Regions from separate parts of the Mus musculus genome. Here all the other regions are linked to region 2. The links are chromatin contacts, called in public Hi-C and HiChIP or PLAC-seq maps. All regions are on one chromosome and are shown on one strand. Each heading gives the region's core, a stretch centred on a gene start, on an enhancer-like site or on the middle of the called end of the contact. The rest is flanking DNA. Distances are from core to core; before and after follow the strand shown. Region 1 overlaps Cradd (CASP2 and RIPK1 domain containing adaptor with death domain). Region 2 overlaps 2310039L15Rik (RIKEN cDNA 2310039L15 gene). Region 3 overlaps Cradd (CASP2 and RIPK1 domain containing adaptor with death domain).

What was found. Hi-C and Micro-C count contacts between places; a contact is called where the count stands out from the background. HiChIP or PLAC-seq counts read pairs in DNA pulled down with a chosen protein or histone mark.
Region 1: a Hi-C map of embryonic stem cells shows a contact between it and region 2, with 2.8 times the contacts expected there. The contact joins two enhancer-like sites. A contact is called at or near these places in 8 of 484 Hi-C or Micro-C datasets (the N1E-115 cell line, bone marrow-derived macrophages, embryonic stem cells and 1 more) and 1 of 9 other capture datasets (embryonic stem cells).
Region 3: a contact with region 2 is called in an H3K27ac HiChIP or PLAC-seq map of embryonic stem cells, with 10 read pairs. The contact joins two enhancer-like sites. A contact is called at or near these places in 2 of 484 Hi-C or Micro-C datasets (bone marrow-derived macrophages and embryonic stem cells) and 1 of 115 datasets of contacts at active chromatin or transcription factors (embryonic stem cells).

The regions. Positions count from the first base shown.
Region 1 is chr10:95,174,263-95,178,196 of GRCm38.p6, reverse strand. It overlaps Cradd (CASP2 and RIPK1 domain containing adaptor with death domain), which reads left to right. Exons shown (of 3, transcript NM_001330138.1): 3 at 2,219-3,458. The coding sequence ends at 2,520. Among named protein-coding and RNA genes, the nearest start is that of Gm29684, 30 kb to the right of the region's middle. Within about 2 kb of position 2,341, at least 26 of the 459 cell types and tissues checked have an H3K27ac peak or open chromatin away from gene starts, as enhancers often do. A contact at or near this core is called in embryonic stem cells, where this site is marked.
Region 2 is chr10:95,351,814-95,355,817 of GRCm38.p6, reverse strand. The region is part of intron 1 of 2310039L15Rik (RIKEN cDNA 2310039L15 gene); the gene reads right to left. Among named protein-coding and RNA genes, the nearest start is that of 2310039L15Rik, 18 kb to the right of the region's middle. Within about 2 kb of position 1,582, at least 17 of the 459 cell types and tissues checked have an H3K27ac peak or open chromatin away from gene starts, as enhancers often do. A contact at or near this core is called in embryonic stem cells, where this site is marked.
Region 3 is chr10:95,217,167-95,220,996 of GRCm38.p6, reverse strand. All of the region lies in intron 2 of Cradd (CASP2 and RIPK1 domain containing adaptor with death domain), which reads left to right. Among named protein-coding and RNA genes, the nearest start is that of Gm29684, 73 kb to the right of the region's middle. Within about 2 kb of position 2,131, at least 52 of the 459 cell types and tissues checked have an H3K27ac peak or open chromatin away from gene starts, as enhancers often do. A contact at or near this core is called in embryonic stem cells, where this site is marked.

The DNA of each region.
Region 1 (3,934 bases), core at 1,092-3,591, 180 kb after region 2:
TTAATGCTTAATTAGCCAATCAGATTTATGTATCAATAATATCACAATTTACAAGATGCCAATACAATAATTTTAGAGCCAATTGATAATGATAAAAGCTTTATCCTAGTATTGTGAAATCATAGCTACCTGTGGCTGGAAAACGCCATGCGGGTTCACGTCCACAGCCATCTTCCTTCTCCTACTCTGAGATGCTCCCTGTCTCTACAACTCTTAGCTCAGCCTCCCTTTTCCCTGTACAATCACAGGCCTCCCACTGCCCTAATGTGATTGGACAGGGAAAATCCTACAACATGTGATAAAACTGACCACTTGTCACACATCAAAACTACAGACGCAGGAACACAAAAGGGTGGGGCAGGGGATGCAGACTATCACTTGAGAATCAGGAAGATATGAGGCACCCTACAAAAGCAACAGAAATCAAGCATTGTGAGGGGCAGGGGGAGAGGGGCACAGTGTGTGTTCCAGAGTGTCACAGTCAGAGGGTTTCCCTTCAAGTGTTTATAATATTTTTCCTTGGTATTGTATTACATATTTAACTGCAGGTTGGGAGGGCAGTCAGGTCATCTTCCAATGTAACTAAAAGCAGGCGGTGGAGGAAAGCTCTTCTGCCACTTTGAATGTCATTGAGATTTAGCCACCTTCCTGCACAGCGTGTAAGGAGGGGTCCAGGTGGAACAGTGGACGACTTGATTTCATAAAATCGTTGCTGTTGATTTATTGGACAGCAGTAACATCTTCATTATTCAGATTGCCTCATGGTCCTTTTTAAGTTGCAGAACTGACAAATACTGAAATGGTCTTCGACACTGCTCTAGAGTCTTGGCAGCTGACGGTTCTGGAGTCGGAGACAAGGGCTGTGGGACCCACAGCTCTTCTTGCAGGGTCTTTTATCTTCTCGTTGAATCGGAAAATGAAGCAGGGGCTGGTGACTGTGGAGTACGCTAAGTAAACTGTGATGCAGCTGGCCAGCAAGTGTCATACAGATGCTGTGGCACATATGACCGCGCCTCACCCTTAGCACCGCTGCGGTCATCTTGGATGCTTAGAGTCCCTCTCAAACTTCCCTTGGCCTCTGTCTCTGGCACACTCCAGTTCCTCCACCTTTGCATATGCGGTTCCCTTAGGAGGGGCTGGACCACCCTCTTTACCCAGCATTCTCTTTTCAGGAGCTAGCTTTAGCTTCTTCGCTCCATGGCTCACATCCAGTTAGAGGTCCCCCTCCCCGCCCCCCGTAGAATGTCAGTGTCTGTACAGTGGCACAGTTACAGCCACACACACACTGGCACTCTTCAGAATCCTGTTTAGCAAGTGTAAGGTCAAGCTCTCCCCAGCACCTACTCCTACGCTGTAGGCTTGGCTGGGATGGTGAGACAGCTCGAATGGCTTCTAGTCTCTTCTCCCATCACATCTTGCCTCTATGGCTTGTTTTTTTCCTCAGGGAGAGGGGATGCTCTGGCTTCCTGCTTCTGTACCTTCTATTCTGGGCGATGTTTTATATTGAGGCTGCCAGGAGAGAGAAGCTGTCAGTTTGGCCTCGAGCCCCTCCCCACGACCCTTCAAGGGGAGCAGCACTCACAGCTTGGAGCAGCACACTGCTGGCCCCCAGGCTGGTATTGAGGGGAGTGGTTTTCAGCCAGAGCTCTTGATAAGATTTCTGACAAAAAGAGACAGGAGTTTAAAAAACAAAAACAAAAAAAACCTTGTGACAAAATAGTGTGTCCGTGAGCATGATACATGTTTGTCTGTCTATATACACAAGGAGGCAGAATTAAGCAACTATCCATGGATTTTTCTTCTTAGATCTTCTGCAGTGAACACTTTTAAGAGATGCTAAGCGGATGGCCTAGTTGGTCATCAAAGGGAGGAGAGGCCCTTGGTCTTGTGAAGATTCTATGCCCCAGTATAGAGGAATGCCAGGGCCAGGAAGCAGGAGTGGGTGGGTTGGGGAGCAGGGGTAGGGAGTAGGGGATAGGGGATTTTCGGAGAGGAAACTAGGAAAGGGGATAGCATTTGAAATGTAAATGAAGAAAACATTTAATTAAAAAAAAAAAACTGAAGGGGGGGGCGGTTTCAGCGGCACGCACGGTTCAGCCCACGAAACTGAGCAGTACAAAAAGACCGGAAATAGTCGCCTATCTGCCCCGCCCCATTCTCAAGTCTTCCCTATATGAGGTGCTTGCTTTATTCAATTTCCTGTTCTTTTCCTCCTCAGGTGACTGGATGGCCGGAATCCCCTCACACATCCTCAGCAGCTCGCCATCAGACCAGCAGATTAACCAGCTGGCTCAGAGGCTAGGCCCGGAGTGGGAGCCCGTGGTCCTGTCTCTGGGACTGTCCCAGACCGACATCTACCGCTGCAAGGCCAACCATCCCCACAACGTGCATTCGCAGGTGGTGGAGGCCTTTGTCCGCTGGCGCCAGCGTTTTGGGAAGCAGGCCACCTTCCTAAGCTTACACAAGGGCCTCCAGGCAGTGGAGGCTGATCCCTCCCTGCTCCAGCACATGCTGGAGTGACCTGACCCCCCCCCGCGCCCCCCCCCCACTTGCTGTGGGGGTGGTGGGGCGTGGGTTCCCAAGTCACACTGGCTGAACCGGACTTTTCTCAGCAGGTGGCTTTGTTCTGGGCTTTTCAGTGATCTGTTTACGGAAAGAGATCGTCCACCACTCACTCAACCATCGATTGGCTTTAATTGCTTGAAGACTGCGCTGTTGTAACTATGGTTTGGAACTTTGTGGCTGGCCTTTAACAGGAGGCCAGAAAAAACACAACACCCACCCTACCCAACCCCCCAAAAAATCATGCTACAGCATCGAATGCAGGTGTCCTGCATACAAGGCAGCTACACTTGTGTTGCCTGGAGACTGGATTGTGCATTTAGCTCTTCATAATGGTGATGATAATAAAAAAGCAAATTGTGATATAGAATGTGCCTCTTTCAATGAGAGAGTATTATATCACACACACACACACACACACACACACACATACACACACACACACCACTCTTCTGTTGCATAGACGGAGGGTGTAAAAATATGGGAGTGGAGCAAGATTGATAGCAGTCATGTGACGACGGAGATAAATAACTCAGGCAGGATGTATAGATTAAGCATGAGACACCGAAGCTCCCTGCAGAGGCCAGGGAGAGAACGGAAGACCTTCATCTTAACAAATTGTATGAGGAGTCTCTGTCCATTTGTTAAAGGCATTGGATCAGAGACAAGAGGGCTCAGTGTTTCTCTTGAGGCCTGAATGGCTGAAGGCGGTGAGTTCCCGAGGGGCGTCATGGGTTGTCCAGCCTTTCATTAACTGCACATAGTGTTAGCCAGACAGGTGTACGTGTTTGTCATCCCATCTAAGAGACTGAAGCAGGAGGATCACCTGTACATGACTGCTTCTTTCAACATTTTAAAATGTGTAACTTCTATTAAATTCTCTCAGTGCAAATAAAGTGCGTGTCCATTGTGTCCTTTCAAAAACCTAACAATAGATAAGATGAGGAGAAGCAAGAGTCTCCTTGTACTCCCCGCAGTCAGTCAGCTTTGCTCTGCTCTGCCGTCAGTTTCTTAGTTAAGCCCGCCCGCACATCCCTTCTGCAGCTGGAGCAGGATTGCCCTGTAAGGCTCTTTAACACTTGGCTTCCTTGCCTTAACACATAGCACTTGTTCCAATGCCAAAGGCCTTTACAACATCCTTTGCTCTTAGAGCACACTTGCAAGAGCTATCGTTTTGGCAGCACCTTTAAAGAGATTGAAGGCACTCAGCTTCTAAGTCTACCAACTGCTTTCCCCATCAAGAAGTTCGCTGGCATTGCAGTTCTTGCTTGACACACCCATAACCCCACCCCACCCAGAACCAATCCGAGCAAACTATTGTTCACTGCCTGCACTGTGCACCTTGCATCCTCACAAAGCTTAGCATGTCTGC
Region 2 (4,004 bases), core at 333-2,832:
TGATGCCCTCCCTGCCTCATCCCTGTCCTGCTCCTGACGCAGGTGGAGGGGACCCAGCACCTTTCATCTCTGTGCCATTTGTCTTATTCTCTCCAGGGATGCTTTGTCAGGTCTTTGTATCAGACGTGGCCCAATGTCACACACAAAATGCAGGTCCACACAGAGGGGTTCCCACTCTGGCTTTCCTTGGCTCTCTCTCTCTCTCTCTCTCTCTCTCTCTCTCTCTCTCTCTCTCTCTCTTTCTCTCTCTCTGCTGAGTTTTCATAACTAAGATAACCTGCAACTCTAAGTAGTCAAGGTTGCCCTCAAATTCCTGATTAACCTACCTCTACTCCCCAAATTCCAGGATTACAGGTGTGTACCACCACCCCAGCTTTTTGTTGCTGTTTTGAGGCAGGATCTCATATAGCTCAAGCTAGTCTCAAACTCCCTATGTAGCCCAGGTTGTCCTTGAGATGCTAGTCCTACTTTCTCTTCCCAAACCCTGGGATTACAGGAGCTGAGTGACCATGCCGGGCCCAGATTTTCTTAATCCCAACTACAAGGTCAGCAAAAGCCAAAGGAAGAAGAAATGTTAGGTGTACTTGGATGTTCCTTCGCTCCTCCTCCCCTCCCCTCCCCTCCCCTCCCCTCCCCTCCCCTCCCCTATCCTTCCCCTCCCTCCCCTCCCCTTTCCTTCCCTCCCCTCCCCTCTCCTTCCCCTCCCTCCCTTCCCTTCCCTTTCCTCCCCTCCCCCCTTTCATCCCTTCTTCTCCCTTCCCTCCCTCCCCTCCCTCCTATTTCCCACCCTTCCCTCCCTTTCATCCCTCCCCTTTCTCTTCCCCTCCCTTCCCTTCCCTCCCTCCCCTTCCCTTCCCTCCTGTCTTCCTCTCCCTTCCTTACCTTTCTCTCCCCTCCCTTCCCTCATTCCCCTCCCCATCCCCTCCTTTCTCCTCCCTCTCAGCCCTCCCCTCCTCTCCCCTCCCCCTCCTCTGGAGTTCTTTCTAAGAACTGCTGGTTTCACAGTGTTCTTCTCTCTTATTCCAGAAAGCAATCAATCAAATCAAACCACACACACCAGGGGTCAGGACTTTAATCTCCCTCACAGAGGTTACTGAATATAATGGTGTGGAAAGAGAAGCCAGTTTTGGAATCTGGAAGGTACCATTCCAGCCGTGACTCCTCTTGCTGCCTGGGGACTTGGACAAATGAGAATAAAAGTATTAAGAGAAGCCTCATGGGAGTAATGTAAGAATTAAATGAGATTATGAAAATGCTATGAAACCTTTTTTAAAAAATTCACTTCCTAGTCTCTTTTAGGGGTTCTAAAGACTAGAAATGTCCACGAGATAGCAAAGCCACCGGATCCCACTAACCAAGTCTCATGAATTTCTTCTCCTAACAACAGTTCCTTCTGGAGTTCAGGCTTTAGTTCTTACTCATGTGTGCACACAAGGAAGCTAAGGTTTCCTGGCCTTAGGTAGACACTACACCCACAGAGACTCACCTACGGGATTTTAACCAGAACTGAAACAAGGACAGCAATGGAAATGCTAATGTAGACAGGGAAAGCCTCATCGCTACACAAAGAGCTACAGACAAGGGAGGAGAGCAGAGAGAGCCGAGAGGCAGAGAGAGAGCCTTCTCCAGGGAGGAGCGCGCTGACTGCTTGTCCAGGACCAGCCCTGAAACCATCAGACAAATGCATGCATTTGGGAAGGAGGACTATTGGTATATGATGTAATTATCTTGTGATCTCGAAAGCTAAGAGAAGTACTTTTAAAATGATTTTCTAGTCATTTAAAAAAAAGAGATCTTATTTTTATATTAAGTGTGTCTCCACGTGCACGTGAGTGCAGGTGCCTTCTGAGGCCAGAGATAGAGTATCTCCCTAGAGCTGGAGACCCAGATGGTTGGGAGCCATCTGGTGCGGGTGCTGGGAATTGAACTCGGGTCTTCTGCAAGATCAGTCCATACTCTTAACCACTGAGCCACCTCACCAGCCCCTCCTAGTCGTTTTTTGCATCGATGAAGAGCTATGTGACTGAAGTAAGGCAAATGGATCGTGGAAGTAGGTAGTATATATCTCTTAATGGGTCTGGATAAATTAATACCCCCAAACCTACTACGGAACATCATAGTTTGGTAACACAAAATTCTGGAGTACTGGTTGCTGACTTCTGTGATAGCATGCTTTCCTGTCACCAAGAGACCCCAGGATGCTTTTATACCCCACATTGCTGGCCAAGGAAAAGAACAAATTTTGAAAAAAAGAACAAATTTTGAAAAAGGTAGCACACTTCCCATTGAATGTGTCCCTTTTATCCCACCATGAAGTTGAGCCATGGTGGAGCGATTTGCAATACCCTTTGGTTGTTTGCATGGTGGTGCAGGAAAGTACCATGTATGACAAACAAAACAGAAGCCTGTCCCCCCCCCCCCCCAAGTGTGCTTGTTTTGTGTATGTATCCCTTTCTGCCTGCCGGAAGTGGTACCTTCCCCTCAGCGGTGAAGTATTCCTGGCTGATTTCAGGACTCAGCTCTGTACACCTTCAGAGAACGGCGGCTCATACTTAGGGTTAAATCTTTGTGCCATACTCTTAACACAATCTAAATATGCTTCCTTTGAAAAGCAACAGTTTTTCACCTGCAAAGATCATAGATGTTCAAAATGACTCCTAAGGTTTGGATATGGTTGCAGTGTGTTCCCCAAGAGGATGTAGGCTGGGAGCGGTAACCAGAGAAGATCCTCCTAAGCAGAAGCCCCTTCCTCTGGCTTTCTGTCTTGCCGTGTGATTTTTTTTTCTTCACCTTGTGCCATCACTGTGATGACGTTTGCCTGAGGGCCTCTTGAGGGCTGAGGTAATTCTAGTGTTATACCCTTCTTTTTTTTTTTTTTTTTCCTTCCTTAAGTAATTTGGCCTCGCACAACCTGGTGACCGCTGTCACCGCTAAGGAAATTGTGGCAGGTTGGGGGTTACCTCAAAGTTCGGCCGCGAGCTTGTCCTGGCGAGTGAGAACTTACTCCCGCACCGCCCTCTATGAGCTGCTGGGGTGTCCCCTCCACTCTCATACCCGACGCTTATCAATTCTGGGCAGAACCATCCTCCGTCCGTAGCAAGTATGACCGAGGTCTGCGCGGACCCGGTGTCAGGCTCTCTAAGATGCCTGTGGTCTATCCTAATCTGCCCCTGCCCTCCTCCTTATATGCCTCAGGCTCAGGGTGGCTCTCCTTGAGACCATGGCATTCTGTTCGACTTTGATGCCTTCTACCAGGCGCACCACGGACACCAGCTACCTAGAGATGTGCGTCTGTCAGCCTTGGGGGAAGGCCTTCACGAAAAGCAGGAGAACCAGACCAGCAAAAAGTCATCCTTTCCTTTTCTTCCTCTTTGTCTGCTTTCGTATTTAGTCGGAGAAAAGGAGGGAAACGGATCTGGCCCAAGAAACCCAACTTTTCTTGGCCTTTGAACTATTGGTCTAAGATTGAATTGACTACCTCTGGTGGGGTTCTCTTGACCCTCCTAATACCCTCTAGCCTGGCAGGTGATCAACATGTCTCTCTTGTATGGTCCAGAAAAGACTCTTATCAGCGGCCAAGAACGAGGCCCCAGGATAAAGATTCCTGAAAACCAGAAATTTAAGTGCTTTCCAGAGTCCCTGAGTGGCTGTTCATTTCTAAAAGTTCCCTTCCAGATGCCAATCCCCGAAATACTTGCTGGGGTCTTATCCAGAAGTCCTGAGCAAGATTCGCCCTGTCCCCGGAACAAGTCTGTGTAATGGGTACCTCTGTAACCTCTGAGCCGTGAGACTAGATTTGGTTGTCCGAAGCCAATAAGATTTCATTCTTAAGGGCTTGCATGGAATTTGTTTTTCTGTCTTATCACAAGCCACAGGTAAGACTCGATCAATGATCCAATAGGTAACGGGGATGCAGCTTGCAGGGGGTGGTTCTGATGCTAAGGCCCTGTTCCCAGTGCCTCAGTGAAGGAAGGCTAACCTGCAAAAGGCACTGGGTTTGAAAC
Region 3 (3,830 bases), core at 882-3,381, 140 kb after region 2:
CTCCTCCTCCTGCTCTTCCTCCTCTTCTTCCTCCTCCTCCTCCTCTTCTTCCTCCTCCCCCTCTTCCTCCTCCTTCCTCTCTAAGACCTCCCATCTCACCTTTGCCTTCCACTGCCCAATCACAGGCTCTAGCCTTATTTGACCAGTTAGAATGGGGAGAAGGTTCACGTGAGATCACCTGATCTCCTCGAGGGCAGCCCCTCCCGAGGAAGCAGAATTAACATCATAATACAAACAGCAACAGTGCAACCCACAACCTTCCCCCTTTTTGTTCAATACAAAGGCTTCCTTTGTTCAGATCTAGATTGAGCACAACCATAACAATCATGTAAATACAGTGTATGACAGTGCACTTACCATCCAGCCTACCATATTTGTCCTCACATATTCTTCAGTCACATGCAGAAACACTGGAAGGAGCATAGTACACTACTCTGCTTCTATTTTTAGAAAGATGAGACCTCGGGCTGGAGAGATGGCTCAGTGGTTAAGAACACTGACTGTTCTTCCAGAGGTCCTGAGTTCAATTCCCAGCAACCACATGGTGGCTCACAATCATCTGTAATGGGAGGGATCCGATGCCCTGTTTCGGTGTGTCTGAAGAGATCAACAGTATACTCGCATACATAAAATAAATAAATCTTTAAAAGAAAAAAAAAAAAAAAGAAAGATGAGTCCTCTATTGAAAATATACATGCCCAGACACCTTTGAAAGTTATTTTCAATTGGCAAATTATTCTGGGTGCTTTCTCCATGAGAAGGAGTTTTAAAATGTGTATTTGTTAAGCTTAGCGTTGTTAGGAGTAATGAGGCTACATCTCACAAGTATAAGTGGGATGTGCTCTGCTAGTCCTGCAAGTAACTAAGATGACTCTGTTATCTGATTTTCATTTTCTTTAACATCAAATTGAAAATAAAAACTGTGTCCACTCCAGCAGGTCCTGAATGTGAGTCGCCCCTAGCTATAAATGGCCCACTATGTGATCTCTATTTTCCTCAGCTTATTGGTTCCTTGACTGGCGGGCTAGATCTCAAAGAGATAAGGCTTTCTGGGCTCAAGTTGCTCACTGCAGTCACATGACTTGTCTGAAACCAGAGTTCTCACCGTCCACGGTGGACTTGTTGTTGTTGTTGTTGTTTTGTTTTGATTTATATTGGTCACTCATTGCAAGCCAGAGTTATCTGGGAAGGGAAACCCAGATTAAGAAAATGCCTCCAGCCGCGCATGGTGGCGCACACCTTTAATCCCAGCACTCGGGAGGCAAAGGCAGGAGGATTTCTGAGTTTAAGGCCAGCCTGGTCTACAAAGTGAGTTCCAGGACAGCCAGGGCTATACAGAGAAACCCTGTCTCGAGAAACCCTGTCTCGAGAAACCCAAAAAAAAAAAAAAAAAAAAAAGAAGAAGAAGAAAGAAAGAAAGAAAGAAAGAAAGAAAGAAAGAGAAAATGCCTCTATCAGATTAACCTGTGGGAAAGTCCGTGGGTCATTTTCTTGATTAATGGTTGATGTGGGAGGGCCCAGGTGACTATGGGTGGTGACACCCCTGGGCAGGTGGTCCTGGGCAAGCCAGTAAGCCGGATTCCTTTCTGACCTCTGCTTCAGTTCCTGCCTCTAGGTTCCTACCTAGAGTCCCTGCCCTGGCTTCCCTCAGTGATGAAAGTATCCTGAGAACCGAAAGGTGAAACGGGCCTTTCCTCCTCACTGTGTCTCGTCACACTGACGGCAACCTGAGAAAATAAGGACATTGTTTTACTCTCAGCATCGTGTGTGGAGTCAGAGGAGGCAGGACATGTGAGGACACTGAGAACCATGGGAACTGGGCCTTGTCATTGACCCCATGAGACTGAAGACTCGCTTTCCTGCAGCCTCCCTTCACAGCGGAGGCCACGGCTCTCCACTCCTTCCTTCTGTGGCTTCCTTGTATGTCAGAGACCACGGTGGCCATTCCTTTTTATTTTTCTACCCAGCCCCTGTTGTCCAATCCCTGTGTCAACAGAGAGTGTCCTTTCTTCCCAGAAGTGCCTCAGTACTTTTCCAGGAAGCTGCGTGTTCCCTCCAAGCCGAAGCTGAGCAATGCCTGGCGTGGTCATTTGTTTTCAGAGTCGCTGGCTTGTCACTAGAGTCAGCTAGAAAGTGCGAGGTGCCTGCTCAGGCCAAGGCCAGCACTGCTTTCCCCAGACTCACTGAGTGTGCGCAGCCTCGATACAGCAGGCCCTACGCTAGTCAGAAAGAATTGGAAAATGGGTGAGGCCGGTTACTTGTTGGTAATTTGAGACAGAAAGAACTGATTGGCTTGGGAAATTATAGAAAATGACTAAGGCACACAGCCAAAATTAAAATATCAAGTACACATTTTACTTTAAAAAAAAAAGGTTTTAAACTTTAAAGTATACCACCAGTTCCTAGGGATAAGGATGGAGGTCGGTGGGAGGGAGGAGGGAGACTGAGAGGCCAGCCTGAGCTGGTCAGAGGAGCTCCGTGGATTACCTCGTGTCCTTGCTAGCTCCCAGCTGGAAAACAGCATTGGATTGCCCACATTATGTCAGATGCCTCGGTGAACTTGGCTAAAACTCTGTATCTTCAGCATTCTAGACAGGAAGGAATTTTGTAGGAGAGATGTTTATAGAAAATAATACTGTAGAAAGACAAAGCCAAGATAGTCCAAGTTATTATATTGTCGTTGTCGTCGTCGTTGTTGTTGTTATTGTTATCTCTTTCACAAATCCCGTGTGGGGCTTTCTAAGTAGAGATCTTACAGTAAATAAAAGTAGTCGGAACTGTTTGGAAGGAACACCCTGAGCCTGAGCCTGCGCCGCTTCCTGTCTCCCCCACCGCTCTGTGGCTCTGCCCTCTACTGGAGTTTTCTTTGAAGAGTCATAAGCAGCTGGAGATGGATGCTGCCCGAGCGAAGGATGTTGTGGAAGCTGACCCAAGGCCACAGAGTTGTAGCCCATTTGAGGAACACTTTACGACTGCGGCTCCTGTAGAGCTCCTCTGGTTAGACAGTGCGCAGGATCCCTCCCAGGAACCAATGGCACTCCTGTCTCCTCCTCATCTCCCAGAAGCAAAGAGGTCAGCTCGAAGTACAGCTCCGCCAGGCGTGGCCTAAATACTGTGTGGGGGTTCACTTTGGCTCATCTGGAATTTCATGCTACCATATCCTGACTTCGAGTCTCTGCTTCTTTGGAAATAGTGAGGGCTTCACCCATTCTTTTTCTAGTTATTCAGAAAAATGAAATCTGTGGTTTAGTTCACCAACTGTCTTTTAGTCAAGAGATACTTGTGCCAGAAAAAAATCAAAGTACTTGAAGTTTGAAAAAGCAATGTGGTTTGTCAGGCTTAGTCACTATCTTTAACTTTACCCTGACCATATTGGCTCTTAGGTTCCAAATTTTGGCTAGAAGTGAATTTCTTATGATAAGAATGATATCCTGAATGGAAAGAGGTCAATTAACAGTAATTATTATCAGCAGCTCCTCAAATAAAAAGCATTGAATACATTCTATGTACATTCATGCACACACCCTCACTAGTCCTACAAATAACTGATCATAGCTTTCCTCTTCCGCCACTTCCTCCTCCTCCTCCTCCTCCTCCTCCTCCTCCCCCATCTCTGTCTTTATTCAAACATGGGGATCCCAGCTACCATAGGAACTTTTTGGAGAGGACTTATAAAATACAATGTTATATGAATAGATTTTCGTCGTTATGGAAACTAATATGGAAATCCTCCGAAAACTAAAACAATGTGGCCCCACTATTGGGAAATGAAATAGGTGGGTTGAGCAGATGTCTGCATTCACAGTGTCATTCTGAATAGCCAAGAGATG